Regions from separate parts of the Rattus norvegicus genome. Here region 1 is linked to region 2. A link is a contact called in public Hi-C data. All regions are on one chromosome and are shown on one strand. Each heading gives the region's core, a stretch centred on a gene start, on an enhancer-like site or on the middle of the called end of the contact. The rest is flanking DNA. Distances are from core to core; before and after follow the strand shown. Region 1 holds the start of Ripk2 (receptor-interacting serine-threonine kinase 2). Region 2 holds the start of Tmem64 (transmembrane protein 64).

Evidence for each region. Hi-C and Micro-C count contacts between places; a contact is called where the count stands out from the background.
Region 1: a Hi-C map of liver shows a contact between it and region 2, with 4 times the contacts expected there. The contact joins the promoter of Ripk2 here to the promoter of Tmem64 in region 2. A contact is called at or near these places in 2 of 12 Hi-C or Micro-C datasets (liver and mammary epithelial cells).

What each region holds. Positions count from the first base shown.
Region 1 is chr5:34,457,176-34,462,105 of GRCr8, forward strand. It overlaps Ripk2 (receptor-interacting serine-threonine kinase 2), which reads right to left and starts at 2,488. Exons shown (of 11, transcript NM_001191865.1): 1 at 2,182-2,488. The coding sequence starts at 2,354. It overlaps LOC120102838 (a long non-coding RNA gene), which reads left to right and starts at 2,901. Exons shown (of 3, transcript XR_010051714.1): 1 at 2,901-3,049.
Region 2 is chr5:33,492,619-33,498,364 of GRCr8, forward strand. It overlaps Tmem64 (transmembrane protein 64), which reads left to right and starts at 3,414. Exons shown (of 3, transcript NM_001399333.1): 1 at 3,414-4,384. The coding sequence starts at 3,593. It overlaps LOC134478938 (a long non-coding RNA gene), which reads right to left and starts at 3,307. Exons shown (of 2, transcript XR_010051713.1): 1 at 1,464-3,307; 2 at 1-1,332.

The DNA.
Region 1 (4,930 bases), core at 1,238-3,737, 960 kb after region 2:
GAGCTGGTTTCATTATCTCCATTTTACATATGGGGCATCTACAGTTAGAAAAACGAATGATCCTTTGGTGACCACAACACAAAGCGACAGGTTTTAAGTCACATTTAAATTGTAGCTCTGGTAAAGTCTGTTTTTCCTAGTCTACTGTTTGATGAGAAAAGCAAATCAGATGGTTTGTGAGGTTAGATTTCAACAAGATTGAGGGGGAAAATAAAAGCAAAAGATTTTTAAAATATAGCTTCAATAATTATATCACTAAAATTACCCAACTCAAAATTTCAATAGGAAACAGCTATCCATCTCTAGGGTACTTGAACAGCCAACAGGAGTCAGCAGTTCACTAAAGCGGGAAGATTGCTATGGAAGTCCCACTCATTGGCTACGGAGAGTGACTCACTAATTGTTAAAATAACATGTAACGTCACATAAACTTATTTTCTTTTCAGGTAATCTTAAAGAACAATGGGTACATTATCCACACCAGAGCACCACAAGTATATGTATAGTGTTTATTATTCATATTTTATAGGTGAGGAAGTAAGATACCCTCAGAGTCAATTGCATAATCCTAGGCCTGTGCTCATGGAAAGATCTTAGACAGCAAGATAAAAGAGTGCAATGCAGTAGGGCAAGGGGGTTTTGTTGGTCTTATAAAGGTATTTTCCTATCTAATTCAACGGAATTATACTATGAAGTGGTTGGCGAATTTGGGAAAGCAACAACTTTTTTCCCATCTTTATCCCTCGGCCTACAAATGACACAAACAAAGCTTAGGTAAATTTAAGCCTTGAAAAGCAGAAACCAAAGTAAGAAAAATCAACTAGCTTTAGTATAGATAGTGGTCTATTAGTGCTACATTTGCATAGACTATTTGCTTGATTCCTAACCAACCTCCCTTTTAATGTTGACTACTGTGTGTTCATGCATGTGCGCGCGCACACACACACACACGCACACACACACACACAGAGCACTGGCTCCATTGACTACTACAATGTGATCTTGCCAATAATGGAAAAAAAGAGCACAGGCAGATGAAAGTCTAACATTTTATCAGGGCTGAAGCAAGAGAATTATTTGATGCTGGAACTGCCCTGATACCCAGCATTAATGGCCTCTGACCAATAGGGCCACTATGATATCTGTATTTCCACACTAGATCCAGGAGAAGAGAACACTGCAACCACCAGTGTTAGCAAGTGCACTAAGGACTGAATGAAGGTCCGGCTCAGTTTCTGATGGAAGAAAAATACGAAGAGTTCTGACTAGACCCATTGACTAACACATACAGTCACAGATCTATGGTATTTAGTTGTAATGTTTTCCTGGAAACAGAAACCAATGCTTTTTTTTTTTTTCTTCTTCTTCTGAATATATGGGAGCTGGATCCAAATAATGCCAGGACAAGGGATGGTCAAATTTGTTTTCAATCTTCACAAGTTTTGACCATTTAATAGCTTTTGATTCATCTTACTGTTACAAAAACAGAGCACACTTCCTTTGGGGACTTCCAAAGCAAGAGCTCGAATAACAACTGGTAATGTAGAATTTGATATCCGAAATTCATGAGTGCACGTAATAAACCACAAACAAAACAAAACCAACCAAAATCCAACCAAACCAAGACATAATACGCAGGCTCAGGAGCAGCACTGCTCAATAAAACTATGGAGTGAAACACACATAAAACCCTAGAAAAATATTTTGACGTTTAATCAATACAAAAACTACACACACACACACACACACACACACACACACACACACACACACACACACACAGGCGCTAAATGTTCAAAATCCGGTGTGTATTTTGCACTCACTGCTTAGTACTTCGTTTCGAAGAGCAGTTGCCAGAGCCCCACAGCTCTTGTGACTAACAGCTAGCTAAAATAGAGCAAAGCCCACAAGCACTGTACCAACACACTTTTAGAGGTGGCCGTGATTGCAGGGTTCTGGAGAGAGAGAGAGAGAAAGAACACCTTGGATGGGAGGAGAGGCAGGGCGGTGGAGAGGCGAGTTGCGAAGTCTGACGCAGGTCCAGGACAATTTCTCTCTTGGGCCAGGATAGCCCAAAAACTTAAGGACTCGCCGCGGCGGAGCCGGCGCATCACCATCAGTGCGGTCAGGATGATAACGCGTCGGCCCGCACTTGCGTGGGGTCCCACGTCCGCGCCCTACCTGTCGAGCAGCGGCGTGTGAATGTGCAGGTGCTTCACTGCCACCCGCACCCGCCAGTCCGCGTGTCTTGCCGACGAGACGGTGCCTGAGGCGCCGCGGCTGAGGTAGTGCAGGTCGGCGAGCTTGTGGTAGGGGATGTGGGGCAGCGCGCTGCAGATGGCGTCCCCGTTCATGGCTCCAGCTGCGCAGCGGCTCCGCCCGACCCTGGCCGCGGCCCGTGCTGCGGTGCGCTAGGTCCCGGGGCGGCCCATTCTCTGCAGTTCCGGCCCGGCCGGCTGTCCCTGGGAGCCCGTCGGGTCTGCGGCCGCGCCGAGGCGGACCTTCCTCCGCCCTCCTCCTGGGTTCCGTGGGTTCCTCCCTCCGCCGGCTTTTCTAGGCCGGGCTCTTACCTTCACCAGCTCCTCAGCCTTCGACTCCTACCCCGACCCCTCCCTCCGCCGGCCCCTCCTCCGCCGGCTCCTCCCTTCTTTAGCTCCTCTCTCCGCGGGCTCCTCCTCCGCCAACTCCTCCTCCGCCAGCTGGTCGGTCCTCTGGCTTCACCTTCCGCCCGCTCCTCCCTCCATTGGCTCCTCCTCTGCAAGCTCCTCTCTTCGCTAGCTTCTCCCTCTGCAGGCTCCACTATCTGCTGGCTCCTCCCTCGACCTGCTCTTCCTCTGTAGACTCCTCCCCCCTTCGGCTCCTCCCCCGCCGGCTCCTCCCCTCGCCGGCTCCTCCCTCTGCCCGCTCCTCCCTCCCTCTGCAGCTCATGAGGTTAACCCAGGCGAGTGTCAGAGGCTTCCCTCCCTCGACAGCCGAGTGGGCACCACTGAGGCCTGGAAAAGTTTTCCTCTGGGGAAAATCCCTCCGCAGTCCTCCAAGCCGGTGTCAGGTGGGTCGGCTGGATTTTCCTTTGGCCTGCGTGTCTTCCTTAGCTTCCAAACCCCAGAAGCGATAGGGTGTGGGGTGACTGGGGAGTCTGGTGACTTCGTTAAGGCCCCACTTCCTGCGCTGTTACTATGTGGTTGCCTTTGCCCCAATCTTTACTCAGTGTCTGACACTTGAGGAGTGAGGTAGAGAGGTCAGCGTTGTCAGTGTGACAAATTGAGGTGTTTAGCTTCTGTGACAAGCTCTCTTACCAGGACACTCTTTCTCCTTTTATTCCCCAAGGCCTATGCACAAATTGAAAAATAGAACCATTTCTTGTGTTTGGGAAGTCTTCTATCCGAGAAGAAAAACAAAGACAAAAACAAAAACAAAAAGCAAAAAACCAAACAACCAAAAGCCATCACTATTTCATCTTTTTACTTTAAACACCTTTCTACTTAAATGACTGTTCAGTACGACGTTTGGGGCAAGTATCTCATATGAGCGATATAGTTCCATGATCCTACACCCACCAGGATGTTGCAATCTGTGATGTGTTCCTTATATTAGTAATGTAATATGTATACAACATCGACATTTCCTTTCCTACACACTAGTTCTTAATAGTTTTTTTTTTTTTACAAGTCTGCATTCTAAGATTATGTTTTCTTGGGCTAGAGTCATGGGTAAGCCATTAAGAGGGCTTTCTGTTCTTCCACAGGACCTGAGGTTTGTTACTAGTACTCGAATCTAGTGGCTCACAGCTGCCTGTTCTCCAGCTCCAGAGAATCTGACCACCTCTTCTGGCTTCTGTAGGCAACGCACATAAATAAAAAATATAAGTTTAAAAATAGGAACTCAATATAATGAGTATATATTCTTAACTAAGAATATATGGGTACATATATGTATGTATGTATGTATATACATACATGGATTTTTGTGAATATATACATTTAATTTTCATAATCACCTAGTTAATGATAGAAAGCTTAAGACATTAATATTGAAATGAATTTACTAGACAAACACTTAAACAAAACAGACAAATTAGCCTCAAAAATAAGTACCACACCTATATGTTGAACTCATTTATTTAAAATCCTACAAAATTATACCTAAATGTTATTGTGAATAAAGTTTATTTGTGTCTTACTACATTAGTTTAGGAAATATCAGCTTTAAGAGATTCACATCTCATTTAGAAATAAGATACAAACATTTTGCAAAATAACACACTTTTTCAAAAAACAGCCCAGTTTCAAGTCAAGTGTAGTAGTATTGGGTTCTACTTAGTTACCATCCAGGGTCATGGATTGAGTTCAGTTTTCCCCAACAATTAAACAATTAAAAGACAGAGGGAAAAAAAATCACAGCAATAGCAAGCAATCAAGTTTTATTAAAAGTATAGTATGTGTGCACACCCATGCACACACATACACACACATATGCACTTGCACACACACATGCACACTCACATGGACATGCACACGCATACATACACATGCACATGTACACATACACACACATGCACACAAGTACACACACACATGCACAAGCACACACAAACATACACTCGACACAGAAGAACAGACTGATCATAAGTAGGGAGGAGATAGATACTGAAATCTGCTTTCCCTTGGAAGATTGGTAGTTCGAGTGTTTTGGTGACATAGGATAGGTTCCTTTCCCCCTCTTTTTGCATTGGTCAGCTTGAAAACAGAGGTGTAAGTCCCTAGTATCTCACTGTGCAAGCTTTGACCTATCCATGCCGTGCCTAGAACATGCCCAGATAAGTCACCCAGAAAGGTCACACTTTCGGGAAAAGCCAGAAGCTTGCTATCTTGTTGATTATCTACACTCTGATTTGCTGTATGCCTACTCTCACTCCTCCAGACTAGCTCCC
Region 2 (5,746 bases), core at 2,164-4,663:
CATGAGATCAGATGCTCTGAAACTGCTAGGGAAAAACACCTGAATATATAAGCATAGGCAAGAACTTTCTGGAAAGGACTGAAACAGCAAGGAAAACACTTTAAGAACGGATAAATGAGATAACACACAATGTAAAAATTTCTACAAAGAAAACAGTTATCTAGATGAAAAAATTCCTACACAATAAGAAAATAATATCACTGCCAACTATGTACCACACAAGGGTTAGTTTCTAGTATATGTAAAAAAACTGAAAAAATTAAATACTCCCAAATCTAAATCTTCTAATCAATAAACTAGTTAATGACTCCAATGAACAATTCTCTAAGGAAGAAGCAGAAGTTACCGATAAATACCTTTGCTATTCATGAAGTGCAAACTTAAAACTCCTGAGAGTCTCATTCCAGTCAGAATGGAAATCAGCAAGAAAACAAATATGGGTGAGGATGGGGGAAAGAGGAAGCCTTATTCACTGCTGGTGGTTAAGCTACCACATTGTGCCAGCCAGTGTGGAAATCAGAATGGAGGTTTCTCAAAAAGAAATAAACAAATAAAAAGCAACCAAGCAAACCAAAATCCTTACGTTATAAACAAAGAAACCTATACCACTCTACCACTCCTAGATACATCTACCTGAAGGACACTGCAACGTACTGCGGAGCTGCTCGCATGTTCATGTTCATGGCTGCTAAGAAATGGAGCCACCGTACACACCTATTTAAAAGCATGAATAGATGCAGAAAGTGTGATTCCTATGTGATACATGTGCATAAGCAATTTTCCTCAGCTCCAGTGGAAACTGAGCCTATGACATTGCAGAAATGAAGATGAATCACGTTAGGTTAAGTAAACTGAGCCTGGCTCATTGACAAATACTGCTTGAACTTACATATGCAAAACCATGAGTGTGCACGTGTGTGTGTGTGTGTGTGTGTGTGTGTGTGTGAACTAGAAAGTCAGAGGTCTGACGGAAGCAGGGAGGAGTGAAAGATGAGGTTACAGAATATACAAATTGTTACATGAATAATGCAGAAGGGAATTATTAAGGGGGAAAGAGACTATTAAGAGTGGATCACGGGGAGAGGGGGCCAATAAGATTATTAAAATTCCATAATGAAACACAATACTTGGGGGGTTAACCTAAAATTCAAAGTCTGTCAGGTATTCTAGGAAGCTAGGTTATTGGGGCTCATAGGACAGTCAAAATGGCAGCTTTCACAGTGTCTTTAGTTGTGGGGAGACAGACAGTGAAGGAAATCTCTTTGGCAGGCAGACTTGTCCTTCAGGTGAGAGTCGTCCAGGATGTCCTTTCTGAAAACAGGCCTGCAGCACCTAGTATGAGTAAGGGAAGGGAAACTAGACTTTCTAAGAGACAAGGGAAGACCATTCACCAGAGAGATAGCAGGGGTAGAGTGAGGGATCAGCAGGGGTAGAGTGTGAACAACCTCAGGTAGGAGACTTACCCATGCAAGAGAGGGGATGCCAGTGTGCTAGTATGTGATGAGGCAAGGGCAATGAGGTAGGGGTGGCAGCAGAGGTGAGGTCATAAACACCTTTGTAGGCCAGGGGAAGAGTTAATATTTTCCCATAAGGGTTTTAGGCTGATCATGATGGACCACTGTGTGGGAATCAAGACATGCCTCGCTTCCCATCGTAAAACGTAATCTTCATAATTCTACGAAAAATAAATTACAGTGGCACAAGCGTGGAAACGTTCCACTACAATTTACACTGCGGTGGGTCAAGGCACTGTGCCCAGTGGATGCAGATGGTATCTTGGATAATCATGTGCTGTGTAAATAGGGATGAACTCCTGATCCAAGACTGGCCCATCCAGAGAACTGGCATCGCAAGAGCTGGCTCAGAACTCAGGCCTCTGCATTTGGATTTTAGTCTTCTATAATGTGAACTGGAGACTTACGCATGGAGTTGGTATGGGAATAAACGACAGAGAACAGAAATGGAAATAGGATGCCGGGCTTCATCATCGTCATCACCACCACCACAATTATTATTATTATTATTATTATTATTATTATTATTATCATCATTATTATTATCATTATTATTAAATATTAAGTAATATGAGGTAGTCTTCCAGACTCTTCACAAGGGTCTAAGTAACAAATTTCATTTCTCAGACCTGTCCTTCTTCACACCAGTCAGAAGTAATGAAGACCTGCCCTGATAATCTCACTTTCACATGTCAGTGGTTTTTCTTCTCACTATTTCCATCAAGAACTAACTGGCATTCTTACTCTTCACTATCTTCCTTCCCAAGATGAAAAGTCGCAGAGCTCAGTCTCTGGAACATTGATAAGTGACATGGCAAAGAGCAAAAGGATTTTGGAAAGTTTCCGAAGGCATATAAAAGCTAGTCACAATTCACTTGGCAGAATATGTCGTGCAGACTGACCCAAACACAAGGCCTAAACAGAAAAGCCAGTCTACCATGACTGAGAATACAGAGAATATTTAGCACACCTATTACCATTCAGTCATCCATAACCATGGTTTTAACTGTTGCCTGTGTATCAATGTCAAAATTTCTAGGAGTGGTAATTCATGCCAACACTGTTATTCCTATTTTCAAACATCTAACCGAATCCACATTTGGCTCTTGATATGGACATCTCGATTCTCATGCATCAAACTCATTTATTATATTTTCCTTGGGTCAATGTTTCCATCTATTTACTACCTCAAATAAGAACTCTAGATAGCATTCTTGATTCCTTATCCTGCTTTCCTAGCACTATGTCAGTCTTAAATCTATACATAGCCCTGAAAGGGCTGGTAACAGAAGCCCTTAACAAAGGTCTTCTGAGGAGGAATCTTTTTCCAAGCACAGTGCTTGGCACTCAGGAAAGGATTAGGAACTAGAAGACACATTTTCTGAAGAGTGGCCCTTCACAACCAATCCCCTGGGCTCCTAAACAACCAAGTTATCTAGAACCCACTGGGAGACTTAATCTCTGGGATTGTACATCTGGCCTCCTCAGAACAGACAAGAACTCCTTCCCTAAAGTCGCTAGACAGCTTTGGATGAGAGTGACACGCTGCTTGTTTGCAGGAGAGGTCAATCGGAAACCACTAGAGAGGCACTTGGCAAGAGTTCCAGCAGCTGCGGCCAAGGGTCTTTGACACGCAGGCAGGCACGCGCGCGCCCGTGGAAGCTGGGAGCGCGCAGCCCCGGGTCCCCTTTCCGCTTCCCGTGGCTTCCCTCCACCTCACTCTACTGCCCTGGCAGCGGAGGACTCGGTTGCCAGAGAGACGCGGGTACCTCGCCACTCAACCGCAGCCCCCGCCCGGCGTCACGGGGGCGTGACCCACCACCCAGCTATGTCTCCGCCCCCTGTGCGCGTGCCCCGCCCCTCGGGCCCAAGGGGGCGGGCTCTGCGAGCGCGGGGTCCAGACTCCACCGACTCCCGGTCGGACCGTGTCTCGACTGCCGCTGCTGCCGTCTGTCTCCGGCCGTTCCCTCCCCGCAAGCGGACGCAGGGAGCCGAGGCCTGGCGTGCGGGGTGCCATGGAAGGCGGCAGGCAGGGGGACGCGGCGGGAGCGGAGACACTGGCCGGCTGAGGCCGAGGCATGCGGAACCCCGGCGGAAGCCTGCTCCACACGCTGCCCCGGGCCTTGCAGCACGCCGGTCGGCCGGGCGGTGCGGAGCAGCCGGGCCGCTGGGCACCGGAGCGGACAGCGGGAGGGGACTGCTCGGAGGACCGCCTTCCCCGTGGGGGCGGGGCCAGCGCGGCTGCTGCTGCGGCGGCGGCCTCGGGCGCGCTGCTCGGCGCCTATCTGGAGCGCCACGGTCCGCCCGCGGCCTCGGACTTGCCGGCGCCGGCCGGGGCGTTGGCAGGCGGCCCCGGGAGCGGCGGCGGCGTGGTGGTCGGGGTGGCCGAGGTGAGAAACTGGCGCTGCTGCTGCCTCGGCAGCACCTGTTGGTGCCGGAGCCTCGTGCTGGTGTGCGTGCTGGCCGCCCTGTGCTTCGCTTCCCTGGCCCTGGTCCGCCGCTACCTGCAGCACCTCCTGCTCTGGGTGGAGAGCCTCGACTCGCTGCTCGGTGTCCTGCTCTTCGTCGTGGGCTTCATCGTGGTCTCCTTCCCCTGCGGCTGGGGCTACATCGTGCTTAATGTGGCGGCCGGCTACCTGTACGGCTTCGTGCTAGGCATGGGGCTCATGGTGGTGGGCGTCCTCATCGGCACCTTTATTGCTCATGTGGTCTGCAAGCGGCTGCTCACCGCCTGGGTGGCCGCCAGGATCCAGAGCAGCGACAAGCTGAGCGCCGTTATCCGTGTCGTGGAGGGAGGAAGCGGCCTGAAGGTGGTGGCGCTGGCCCGGCTGACTCCCATACCTTTTGGGCTTCAGAATGCAGTGTTTTCGGTAAGTGGTCCCCTTGGCCTTTCTTTCTCGATCACTCTCCAAATTTGTCTTTTAGAGCCCTTGTGACCACCCTAGGAGGCGCTCTGTATGACAGATACCCAACAGAGCGTCATTGACGTTTTTTATGACATCCTGAAAAAATTATACTACAAATTCATATAACACAGTCCCTTGAAAGACCTGCTAAAGAACTAATTTTTTTCCCGGTGCGTGTGTTTGTGTATGAGTTTGATAAGAAAAAGTGAAGTACTCATTTAACTTGGGTTGGGGGAGACAGGCAAAGGAAAGTATCCTGTTGTCATTGCATGTCTGAAGCGGCTTTGGTAGCTTTTTGACTTTGAGACTTGACTTCCTAGCTTCTCTCTGCCCTGCATACATTGGGAGCAGGGTTTTGATTCAAGTTTCTGGCTATATTGGGGCTGTGGATCGCTTTTGTTTTTAGCAGTGGAGGAGACAGCCGAGACCCCAAGTTCTTGGAGTTTCCTAAATTTTCAATAGGCTTCTTAAAAGTAGTTTGCCGTAATACTGTGTAAAAGCTGAGGATCCTGTTTATCTTTGTTTAGAATTCTATTTTGAAGTCACTTGGGTGGTTCATAAAACAAAGTGAGCACCGGCTCTTCTTACCTTGTAAGGTTTAGCTTCTTCCGTGTAGGTTTCTATAGCGAGGGTGCACCAGATTTAAGGGTAGAAATGTTGCTGGTGAGGTAGCGACCACTTGATGGGAACTCTGTGGCTTTAGGACAAATTATGAAACCTAATCTGAAGTATGTCTTGTTTGAAGACAGGCCCGCACTCTAGCCCAGGCTGTCCTAGAACTCACTGTGTAGCTCAGGCTGGCCTCAGACAGGCAGTGATTCTCCTGCCTTAACCTCCCTTAGTGTTGTGTGACCAGCATGGGTCCCCGTGTCCAGCTTTGACTTGACTTTTGTGGAAAAGGACCAGCTGACTGACTTTCCCACGTTCAGTGACTGCAAACTAGAGCTCACACCTGTGATTCCTAGGTATTCGCCATCAAATCAAAGGAAACTGCAAGTAGTGAGGGACAGCAGTAAGTGTGGCCTCAGCCCTTCAGCTTTTATTGTTTCACACTGGAATATGAGCATACATGGTGATCAGCCTTAATAGATCAGCTGAACCAAGACTATGAGATATGACCAGGAACATGAGTTTAATGCCGATAGTGTGATCACGGCCAGCATCTTTTTCTTGTCTGCGTAGTGTGTTGAAAGATACTTTTTCCAGGGATCTTCCGTCCTCAGCCGGTAGAAGTGACTGTACAATCAAATAGTTGTTGCCTACAGCAGATGGGAACACTGAGCTGGTACTCTGCAGTCCTGCTGTCTTCGGCGTCTGCTGACCTTG